Linked DNA regions of Zea mays: region 2 is linked to region 1. A link is a contact called in public Hi-C data. All regions are on one chromosome and are shown on one strand. Each heading gives the region's core, a stretch centred on a gene start, on an enhancer-like site or on the middle of the called end of the contact. The rest is flanking DNA. Distances are from core to core; before and after follow the strand shown. Region 1 holds the start of LOC100273485 (putative protein kinase superfamily protein). Region 2 holds the start of LOC100192647 (sterol methyl transferase 2).

What was found. A called contact is a pair of places that touch in the nucleus more often than the background predicts.
Region 2: a contact with region 1 is called in a Hi-C map of ear, with 1.9 times the contacts expected there. The contact joins the promoter of LOC100192647 here to the promoter of LOC100273485 in region 1. A contact is called at or near these places in 2 of 25 Hi-C or Micro-C datasets (ear and tassel).

Annotation. Positions count from the first base shown.
Region 1 is chr1:7,334,737-7,339,903 of Zm-B73-REFERENCE-NAM-5.0, forward strand. LOC100273485 (putative protein kinase superfamily protein) reads left to right here and starts at 2,835. Exons shown (of 9, transcript NM_001147922.1): 1 at 2,835-3,398; 2 at 3,539-3,674; 3 at 4,696-4,829. The coding sequence starts at 3,051.
Region 2 is chr1:7,979,296-7,984,462 of Zm-B73-REFERENCE-NAM-5.0, forward strand. It overlaps LOC100192647 (sterol methyl transferase 2), which reads left to right and starts at 2,065. Exons shown (of 1, transcript NM_001137859.2): 1 at 2,065-3,814. The coding sequence starts at 2,389. The coding sequence ends at 3,504.

The DNA of each region.
Region 1 (5,167 bases), core at 1,585-4,084:
CGTACGGCCCGGACAGGCCCAGCCCAGGCTTCTCCCCGGCTTCTGCTGACGCTTTTGCCTCGCGGCACCCGACCGGCGTTTCTGTGGGCGGCGGGCGGAAACGCATGGCGCAGCGCGCGCGTGCGGCGTGACCGCGTGGTAATTGCATTGCACTGATGATGATGATGGAGGTGGTGGTGCCATCGGATTTAAGCCATGCTGTCGTCACGTACCATCAAGACAACGTGCATGTCACGTGTGTGATGTGTGTACGTACGTCCTAGGTGCACTGTAGAACGAAGGAGCTTGCATAAATACTGTCGGAAGCACTTTGTTCAGTCGTTAAACTTCCTCTCGTCAGGTAGAGGCCGCCGCCGCCGCTCGCGTACAAACGCCATTAACTAAGCTAAGCTAAGCTAAGCTAGCCGCCCACCTTTGTGGAATGCATCTGGCGGGGTGATCAGATTCATATCGTGGACGGTGATTCCGCACGATTCCCCTTCGTTTTTTTGTTTTGTGGACGGCAGGAGGAGGAGGATGAGGACTGTACATAAAATGACAATAATATACAAGTAGCCGTGTGCTAATTAATTCCATTAATTAGCACGTCCACGCAAAAATTCGGATACAAGTTTTCCTTTGTTACAAATACAGAAGCTTGACTTTGAAACACCGTACGTAGAGCCAGATGCCAAGACCCCTGCCGTTCATAGGAGGCTATAGGATCTGTTTGGTTGGGATAAAAAAACCTGTTATATATGTTCTTCATCCTGAGGTTAATCTCCGGAACTGTCTGTCACTGTCAGTTCACGTGGTGATGACAAGTTGGATTTTTTTTTTATCTCTATCCGCTCGAGGAAACCTTTTGGTGGCTCTAGGTGCCCTAGGGCCACCAGCAGCAGCCAGCAGGACGTCCGGACGAGATAGACTAGCTGGCGCCGCAGCCGACGATGAACACAAGGTTAATTAATGGAGTTCGTGCCGTATCTGCACTGCCTGCTGCTTGTGCCCTGCCTATAATCCTCGCTAAAATAAACGCATCCGTACGGCCAGTGGAGTGGAGTGCAGCGCAGCAGGAGAGGGGCGCAAGGCGACACGGTGGCGTAAAAAGTTGCCGTCCGTGTGCGTGCGTGACAGATCAGCTGCACAACGTCGGAGATTGGGCCGAGCTGTCCTGCACTGCACATCGTCACTGAGCGGTGCATGTACCAGTACCACTTTTTTTTCCTTTCTAAAGGATTCTTCGTACTTGCGCCGGACTGCCGGTGTATTCTTTTTATTTTCTTTCCCATTAACCGCCAGCGCGAAGAGCATCTCTACGAGTTCTAATAAAACCCCTGAAACTAATTTAGCGTGTTAGTTAAAAAAACCATGGTCCAGCAGTTTCTTAAATGAGATATCTAAAAATACTAACTTTATAAATATCCTTATTTTTAGTCTCCAAATTTGGCGAGTTGTTTGGAGCTCTTAGAGCAACTCTAGTAGTTCTCTAAAAGACTTCCTAAATCAATAATTTAGGTAGTTAACATGAAAACTATTCTCCAACAGTTCTCTAAATGAACTTTCTAAATTTAACAACTTGTCATCTAACCTCATTTTCTCTCTACATTTGGCAACCATTTAACAACTCCCTAAACAAAAATGTTGACTGAGCATTATATAGTTTTTGTGACTTACTTTTTTATGTGGATAAATACAAAACAAAATTACAACATATATTTAGAGAACTATAGGAGAACTCACATTTTTTTACTCTACAAGCCATTTAGCAACTTCTTAAATCTGTGATTTAGAGAGCTAAAATTTACATAACTATTGAAGTTGCTCTTAGTGGCCTATTTCGCTCATGAAACACTTGTTTGGCATCGAGCTAACACCCGTGTATAAGTGACACAGTTTGGATGATTTAAGCCGCTAAAAGTGATGAATTTATCGTTGAGCTTGCATAATTCAAAAATATTTAACAATGTAAGAATTTGAAATTGTTGAGGGGTAAAATTGTTTTTGTTCTCCATATATAGTTAGCAGCTCGCTAGGTCCAACTCTAGAGCGTTTTTTTAGGGAGCTAATACAGATGCTCTCAAGCGGTGCGCGTCGGCCGAAAAGTTGCGCGGAGACCTGGCACGCCGGCGACACGGTCGCCGGATGCGCGGGGCACTGCCTTCTGATGAGTGCTCACGGCGGCGGTTCCGCATCCATCCCGGGGCATCCGCGACGTCCCAGCGTACTGTACAGAATGAACCGCCGCGAACCCATCGACAAACCCGTTGACTCCAGTGTGGGTGCGCCCGTTTGCGTGAAAAAAAAACAGGCCTCAGATTGAGGCCAACACGTACGGGTACGGGCCCGGAATGACAAAAAAAAAAAAAGGGCACGGGAGGGACGAAGACACCTGGGCAGGAGAGAATCTCGCGAAAGCCAAAACGTGTTTTTGAGCATCACGTCGATTCTCTGCTCCCACGCGCTGCTACTTTTTATTCACCCGTGCGATAGCGCAAGCAGCTTTAGCTTTACCGAGTGCTACTGTTTTTTTTCTTTCGTTCGTCAATTCAATCAGTGGCTATTGACGGTTACACAAACATCGGGCGGGTCGGTTAACCTGATGCACCAGCAGCATTATTGCAACGCTTTGCCATATGATTACTTTTAACTAAATCCACTACACTTTCATTTTTTTTACAAATAAGAGAGTACGAGTATTAATCATTAGGAGCAATAGTATCCGTCGAGCCATAGACTGATTGAGAGTGGAAATTCGTGTTAAGATGGCGGCTGCATCACAGCCAAGAACGGGACGAAACCGCCCATACAAAGGCAGAACCGCAGAAAGGGGGGCGGAGGCGGACAGAGACGCAGAAGCCAAAAGCAACCAAACCCACCCGGCCACCCCCCGAGCCCGAAGGCAGGCCTCTTTCTTCTTCTTCCTCCTCTTCCCCTGCTCGGTCGGCTACTCCTACTGTCCGGGGAACCCAGCCCAGCCCAGCACCTGAACCCCACACCACACACACAGGGTTGCCCACCCACGCCACGCACGCGCAGCCGCGGCGGAAGCCACCGGGGGGTGGGCTCCGATGGGCTGCTGCGGCTCCTCGCAGCGGGCGGGGACGCACCCGGAGAAGAAGCCGCCGGGGGCGCTCCCCCCGCACCGTCCCTCCTACTCGCTCAACCAGCACCAGGCGCCGGCGCCGCCGCCTCCCTCCGCGGCTCGCGCCGGCGCCCGCCAGGTGCCGCCGCTCAAGGAGTTCTCGCTCGCGGAGCTGCGCGCCGCCACGGCCGGCTTCGCGGCGGGGAACATCGTGTCGGAGAGCGGCGAGAAGGCGCCCAATTTCGTGTACAGGGGCCGCCTCGACGCCGGCCGCCGCGCGATCGCCGTCAAGAAGTTCACCAAGATGGCGTGGCCCGATCCCAAGCAGTTCGCGGTACGCCCCCTTCCCATCCCACCCCCCCGGAGAGCAGGGCAGCCCCTCGGGGTTCGACTGTCGCCGCCCCCGCCCTGGTTCGGGATTCAACCCGCAGCCTCTTGCGCTGAAAAGCTTTGCTTCTTCTTCTGCTCTCGCAGGAGGAGGCCAAGGGCGTCGGGAAGCTGCGCCACTGCCGCCTGGCCAACCTCATCGGCTACTGCTGCGACGGGGACGAGCGGCTGCTCGTCGCCGAGTTCATGCCCAACGACACGCTCGCCAAGCACCTCTTCCACTGTGCGTTTGCTCTTGCCGATCCTCTGCCCATTGGCCCGTTTCTGATAAAAGTCGCTTTCTGGTTGCCTGTGAGATATATCTCGCCGGCCATTTTCGGTAAATACATACAGCCTGCGAAGTTATTTGTCCTTATCGGATTCGATCCCTGATTAGTGCGGAAGTTGGGGGGGAAAAACGACGAATCCGTCTGCCATGAGCAACTGCTGGCGCTTACCAGCCTACCGCATTCGGTGTACCGAACGAATGATTGGTGATTGGGCTAGGCTTTATCATACGCACTTCCTTATCTGGGTGTTGTTGCCATGGTCGTTGTGTGAATCCATAGAAACGGATTTAGGGCGGCTGTATTAAACGCACGGTATAATTTTAACGCATCACTGTGTCCTGTGCTCACAAGTTCTGTTTTTGTTTTTGTTTGGGGGCGTGTAGAGGATTGTAGTGTGGACGAATCTTCTCTCTGTCAAACTTTTGGAAATTGATACGTATTCTAGAATGAGTATTGGAAATTAAGAAGTTCGTGTAGGAACTATATGTATGGATATGTGCTATTTGTTTTCGATGAACAACCTGACCCTAGGGTGCATGAGCAAGGTTGGGATTTGTTGGTATAAATTGCCGATTATTTAATATGGTGCTTAATTTCTTTGTAGACACTAGGGCATGTACAATCCTATTTAATATAGGGTCTCTTGATGGGTCTCTAAGGGGCTAATTGAAAAAAAATACAAGAAACGGGTTCTTAGTCGTCTCTTCACGACTTTCCATATATATATTGTCTCTTAGCTGCATTTATGATCCAGAATCTCAAAGTTGTACAATGCAGTCTCTTAGTTGTCTCTTATACATGGAAATCCTTCCAAACTGGTGCCTCAGAGTTATACATGCCCTTAGGGCTGCCATTTCTTCTTTTTGTCAACCTAGACTGCGTCCACCTTTTGTGGGAAGATGCTTTGGTAGAAGTAAGCAAGCAACTGTGGTGTAGGTCAGTTCATTATATGATACTATCTTTACTCTTATTCAGGGGAAAACCAGACAATTGAATGGGCTATGCGTCTGAGAGTTGCATACTACATCGCTGAAGCACTGGAGTATTGCAGCACTGAGGGAAGGCCTTTGTACCACGACCTAAATGCATATAGGGTCCTCTTTGATGAGGTAACTGTTCCTTTGGTTTTCACTTTTCCTTACAGCCCTCGAGTTATATGGAGAACTGCCAATAGGCTATAGTAGCTTAAAGCTAAGCAAATGCGGATAATATTGTTTTCTTTGCAAATATCTCTTGTGCAACTGCAAGTATTGATGTGTTCCTCTGACAAGGGCACCTATTGATTCCATTGACATTTTACCATCAGTGTGGAAGCTTTCTCTGAAATGTGAATTGGAAGTGGAGGGGTCTATTGCCATCTGTTTTCCACTTCTAGTAGCTGGAAGGAAATATCTATTAAAATAGAAATTACAGGTCTTTTCCATTAGGATTTCGGTAAATAGGGTAT
Region 2 (5,167 bases), core at 815-3,314, 640 kb after region 1:
CCATTCAACTCACTAAGTCATCCAGCTGTCCAAATTGGCTCCCTCACTAGCCAAATTTGAATAGCCACTCTGGCTAGCCAAATTAACTTGCATGTTGGAGAGTCTGTTAGAATGATATGTATATATAGAGTTTAATCTTTATGGAGAGGTAAACTGAGAGTCAAACAAAGAGTTAAAAATAAAAAGTTCCTTGAAGATGCTAGTAGAGAGCTAAAATTTATATAACTATTGGAGCTGCTTTTACAACACCAAGCTTTTGCTACCTCGAAGGTCTAATGACGCTTTAATGAACCAGCAATCAACAAGGCACAAAAGTACTACCTCCGTTATCGAATAGTTATCGTCCGCTAATTTATTTTTAAATTAAACGCGACTAATAAAATAAACGGAGGGAGTAAGTTACTCTTTTAGTAAGGACAAAATAAAAAAAATGGGAGAAGGAAAGTGGGTCTTGACATATTAAACCGAAAGAAGCCAGTGAGCCTGCGTTGTTGTATATATACCATAAAAGTTGAAGTCCTCCATTGATCTCACGAGGAAGGTTGCTAGGGAAAAAACAACTAGTATGGCTTACGATAATACGAATGGTATAGGCAATTATTAGACCACACCTTTAGAGCTGATTTGGTGACCCGGGAGTATCGGAGGGGATTGAGGAGAAAATTAGTTCATTTCCCCCTCAATTCCCTCTAATCCTCCCGGGATCCCCTTGTCACCAAATCAAACCTTAGGTCCGTTTGAATCCTAGAATCTCATATATAATCCACTTCAGCTTAGATAATATAGATTTTTTTTAGAATCTCCAGTCCTCCAAGCGGGACCTTAGCCCCTTCGGGTGAAAACGAGAATAAAATCAATTTCATTTGGTCTTAGCTCACACTGTGCCAATTGGCAGCTAGGTTTTGGCTAGAACAACACAACAACTGCATGTAACCTGGCTTGAGGGAAACAAACTGATTGTGTGCACATGGCGCATGTACTGGCTGGTAGCATAATTGATGTGAGTAAAAAAAAGCCTGATTGGCTGGCCTCCATGTAAGGTTGCCTGGCGCCAGCAGTGCTGCAACATGGATACTAGCAAGTATAAACACACCCCTCATATTTTTGCATCAATGTAGTTTGGATTTGTAGCTAGTGCGCATGAGCTCGCAACGTAAGATCGTCTGTAGCCCATAGTTTACCTAAAACTACCGTTTTGTACAGTTTTACATTGCAGACTGTACCGTTTACGTAGTAAAGTTTGAATATAGGTATGTGTATATATAAGCTGTTGTTAGATAGTCTAACACGTAAGCATCCAACTATCTTTTGTTTGTAGATGGCTATTTTACAGAGAAGTTATGATTATGGCTTGTAAATACTTGTTTACAACACTTGGAAGAGAAACCAAGTCATAACACAATTGGTCTTATAGATGATTATCCACGCTTATATTCATAGTTTATTAAAACTAGTTTTGCATTATAAGCTATACTGTTTACATAGTAAAATTTGAATATAATTATGTGTATATATAAGCTGCCTAATACGTAACTATCCAACTATGCGTTGTCTGTATATGGCTGGTTATAACTTGTAAATACTTGTATACAGCACTTGTTGCGTTCCTCTCGATCTTTGTCCAGTCGCCGCCTGCAACGAATTCGATCGTCTAGTCAAGGATGAGACGACCACTCACTCACCACCGCAGGACGCATGCGGTTTGTCAGCAACCTTTTTCTCTCAAAGAAACATTATCTGAAGCGACGCGAGCGGGAGGTGAAGAAAGAGATAGGCGAAGGCAACTGTGCGTGGAGTGGAGGCGGCGGCCGGCGGGGTCGACGAAAGGACCAAGGCCCACGTACGGCACACATGGCAGGCTGTCCATGCCAACCGGGTCTCATCAGACTGCCAGCGAGCTAGCCGAGCTGAGCCGAGCGCCCGCGTCGTGGCCCCGGCGCCCCGTGCCGAAAACAATCTGGCTGGCTGGAGCCCACCGCCCCCAAACTTTCCTCCCTCCTCGTTTCTTCCACCTCCCTCTCCATCGCACGCGCATCTTGGCACGGCACGGCCACGACCCTTCATCTCATAAAAAAATAACTCGGCAGCCGCAAACCCTGCGGGGTGCGGGCCGCGCGTCCCCTGACGCATCCGCACTGGTCTCGGCGCAGCCGTCCGATCAGATCGCAGGCTCTCAGCACCCCTCATCTGCGCCGCACTCAGCGCTATTACTTTACTAGTATACAGTAGTACCAAAAAAAAAAATCACCTTGCTCACGCGCGCTCTGCCCCGCTTGCTATATCCTCCTAGAGCCCAGCCAAATCCCCCGACGTCCTCCTGTTCATCTCCTCTTCTCCCTCTCCTCCTCCTCCTCCTCCTCGTCCCCCTTCCTCGGGTTGGAAATTGGAATGGAGGCGGCGACGATGGCGTGGACGGCGGCGGTGGTCGGGGCGGGGCTGGTGTACTGGTTCGTGTGGGTGATGGGCGCGGCGGAGGTGAAGGGCAAGCGGGCGGTGGATCTCAAGATGGGATCCATCACGCGGGACAAGGTGCAGGACAAGTACACCCAGTACTGGTCCTTCTTCCGCCGCCCCAAGGAGACGGCCACCACGGCGGCGTCGGCGGAGAAGGTGCCGGCCTTCGTGGACACCTTCTACAACCTGGTGACCGACATCTACGAGTGGGGCTGGGGCCAGTCGTTCCACTTCTCGCCGTCCCTGCCCGGCCGCTCCCACCGCGACGCCACGCGCGTCCACGAGGAGCGCGTGGCCGACCTCCTCGGCGCCCGGCCGGGCCACCGCCTCCTCGACGTGGGCTGCGGCGTCGGCGGGCCCATGCGCGCCATCGCCGCGCACTCGGGGTCCGACGTCGTCGGCATCACCATCAACGAGTACCAGGTGAAGCGCGCCCGCGCGCACAACCGCAAGGCCGGCCTCGACTCCCCCCGCTGCGAGGTCGTCTGCGGCAACTTCCTCTCCATGCCCTTCCCGGACGCGTCCTTCGACGGCGCCTACTCCATCGAGGCCACCTGCCACGCGCCCAGGCTGCAGGACGTCTACGGCGAGGTCTACCGCGTGCTCAAGCCGGGGCGCCTCTACGTCTCCTACGAGTGGGTCACCACCCCGCTGTACCACGCCGAGGACCCGGGCCACGTCGAGTGCGTCCACGGCATCGAGCGCGGCGACGCGCTCCCGGGGCTCCGCCGCCAGGACGAGATCGCGGCCATCGCCAAGGAGGCCGGCTTCGAGGTGCTCAAGGAGCAGGACCTGGCGCTGCCCCCCGCGCTGCCCTGGTGGACGCGCCTCAAGATGGGCCGCATCGCCTACTGGCGCAACTCCATCGTCGTCCGCGTGCTCACCCTGCTCCGGATCGCGCCCAAGGGCGTCTCCGAGGTGCACGAGATGCTGTACGAGACCGCGCAGCACCTCACCCGCGGCGGCGAGACCGGCATCTTCACGCCCATGCACATGGTGCTCCTCCGCAAGCCGCCCGCCGCCGCATCCACCGAGGAGGAGGCCAAATAGTGTTTTAAGAGAAATAACCTGGCAGAAGCAGCAGCAGAGGTAAGAAGAGCGAGCTACTCGGCGACTTGAACAAGTGAAAACTTCATCTGTTAGAGAAGAAGAAGATACTACTAGGAACCATGCTTGTCTCGTTTACTCTTTTTTTTTCCTTGTCCCCATTCTTCTTCGTAGCTTTCACTTTTATTTTTTTTTGTTTTTCTGGTGGACGGATTATTCCGTTGGGGACGAGGTCGGGATTTAAATTTGCTTGATCGTGGAGATCCATCTATAATCTATCATCATCATAAGCCATGTTTTGTCTGCTAAGAGTACATTGGAATTGAACTCTCTAACCTAATTGTTATTACCTGCTTGCTTTTATGCTTGGTGAGATCTGCTACCCTTGTTCCGTTTTCCACGGGCCGGCCCCGGTGAAAAAGGGGCGAAAAACTTTAGATTATCTGCAAGTTGCGAGTGGTGGTCCAGCTTGCAAGTTGCGAGAGAAAGAGCGGCGTGTCTGGGTGTCACGAGCTATCTCGTCCTCTATGGCAACTGGGGCCCGAGATCGGATCTGAAATGTTGTTTACATTTGGAGCAGTAGGTTGAGAGATAGGGATGGTTCCGTGGGACCATCTGTTAAGTGGGATGGGATGACACTCTTTTGCATCCAACGATCTTAATATTTTATCTATTGACGATCTCGAGCTTGAAGCCATCTGACCTGCGCGTGCGAGTTAAACCTTGATCAAGACCCTATATTTCCTAATAGAATAAATTTGTGTACGAGCCTTTACCTACTAAAATGCCACACTAATATTTCACCTAGAATTATTTTATTCCTGAAAACCAAACACAAAAGAAGGGGATGCGGACAAGCCGGGCACGTGAGCGCGTCACGGAGGCCGATGCGATGCGCGCCACCGTTTTCTTTTCTGCACCACGCAGGGTCGGAAAAAGCTGGCTTTGCTTTGCTTTGCTTTCCTTTCTCCGCGCGGTCGTGGATCGTGGCCCCTCCCGCGCGCGCCACTAGTCCGATCAGGCAGTAGGGACGGGTGGATACGAGGAGAGGAGCGGAGAAAATATCCGTTGGGGGCACGGGGCAGTGGGGACGGACGGGCGTGTAGGACTCTAGGTGCGGCGTGGCAATGGGTGCGGGTGGTGGGGCCTGTATCGCATCGTGTCAGCGGCGTGCAGGATCGGTCGCTGTCAGAGGAAGGGCGGTGGCATGTGCAGGGAGAGCAAAAAGAACGACGTTTGCAGGTTTATGTCGGGCTACTGGACCTATGCTACTACTTTCACGAGTTCGGATACTATTTCCAATTGAATTTGATGCTCCTCCTAATCTTGTCTCTCTCTTTTTTTTAGCACGGGTCTGTCTATACCGTTAGTGAAATGACTCTAAACCATTTTATATATCGATTTTTGTGTTTGATGAACATCAAAGTTATTCGGACCGAGTAGTTTATCTAAGTTTTAATTCACATCTTCATAAATTGAACAATTCAGTTTTCAAGTCATAATCAACTTAAATTAAACCAAAAAAGGATAAAACTTATAATAGATAAACCACCAATAGTTCTATAGTTTGGATAAACTTCTAAATACCCCTAAAAACTAGCAATATTTCAGTTTCAACATTTCACTCTTTTGGGACGATTTTGAGCTACAGCAGGAATATGAGTTG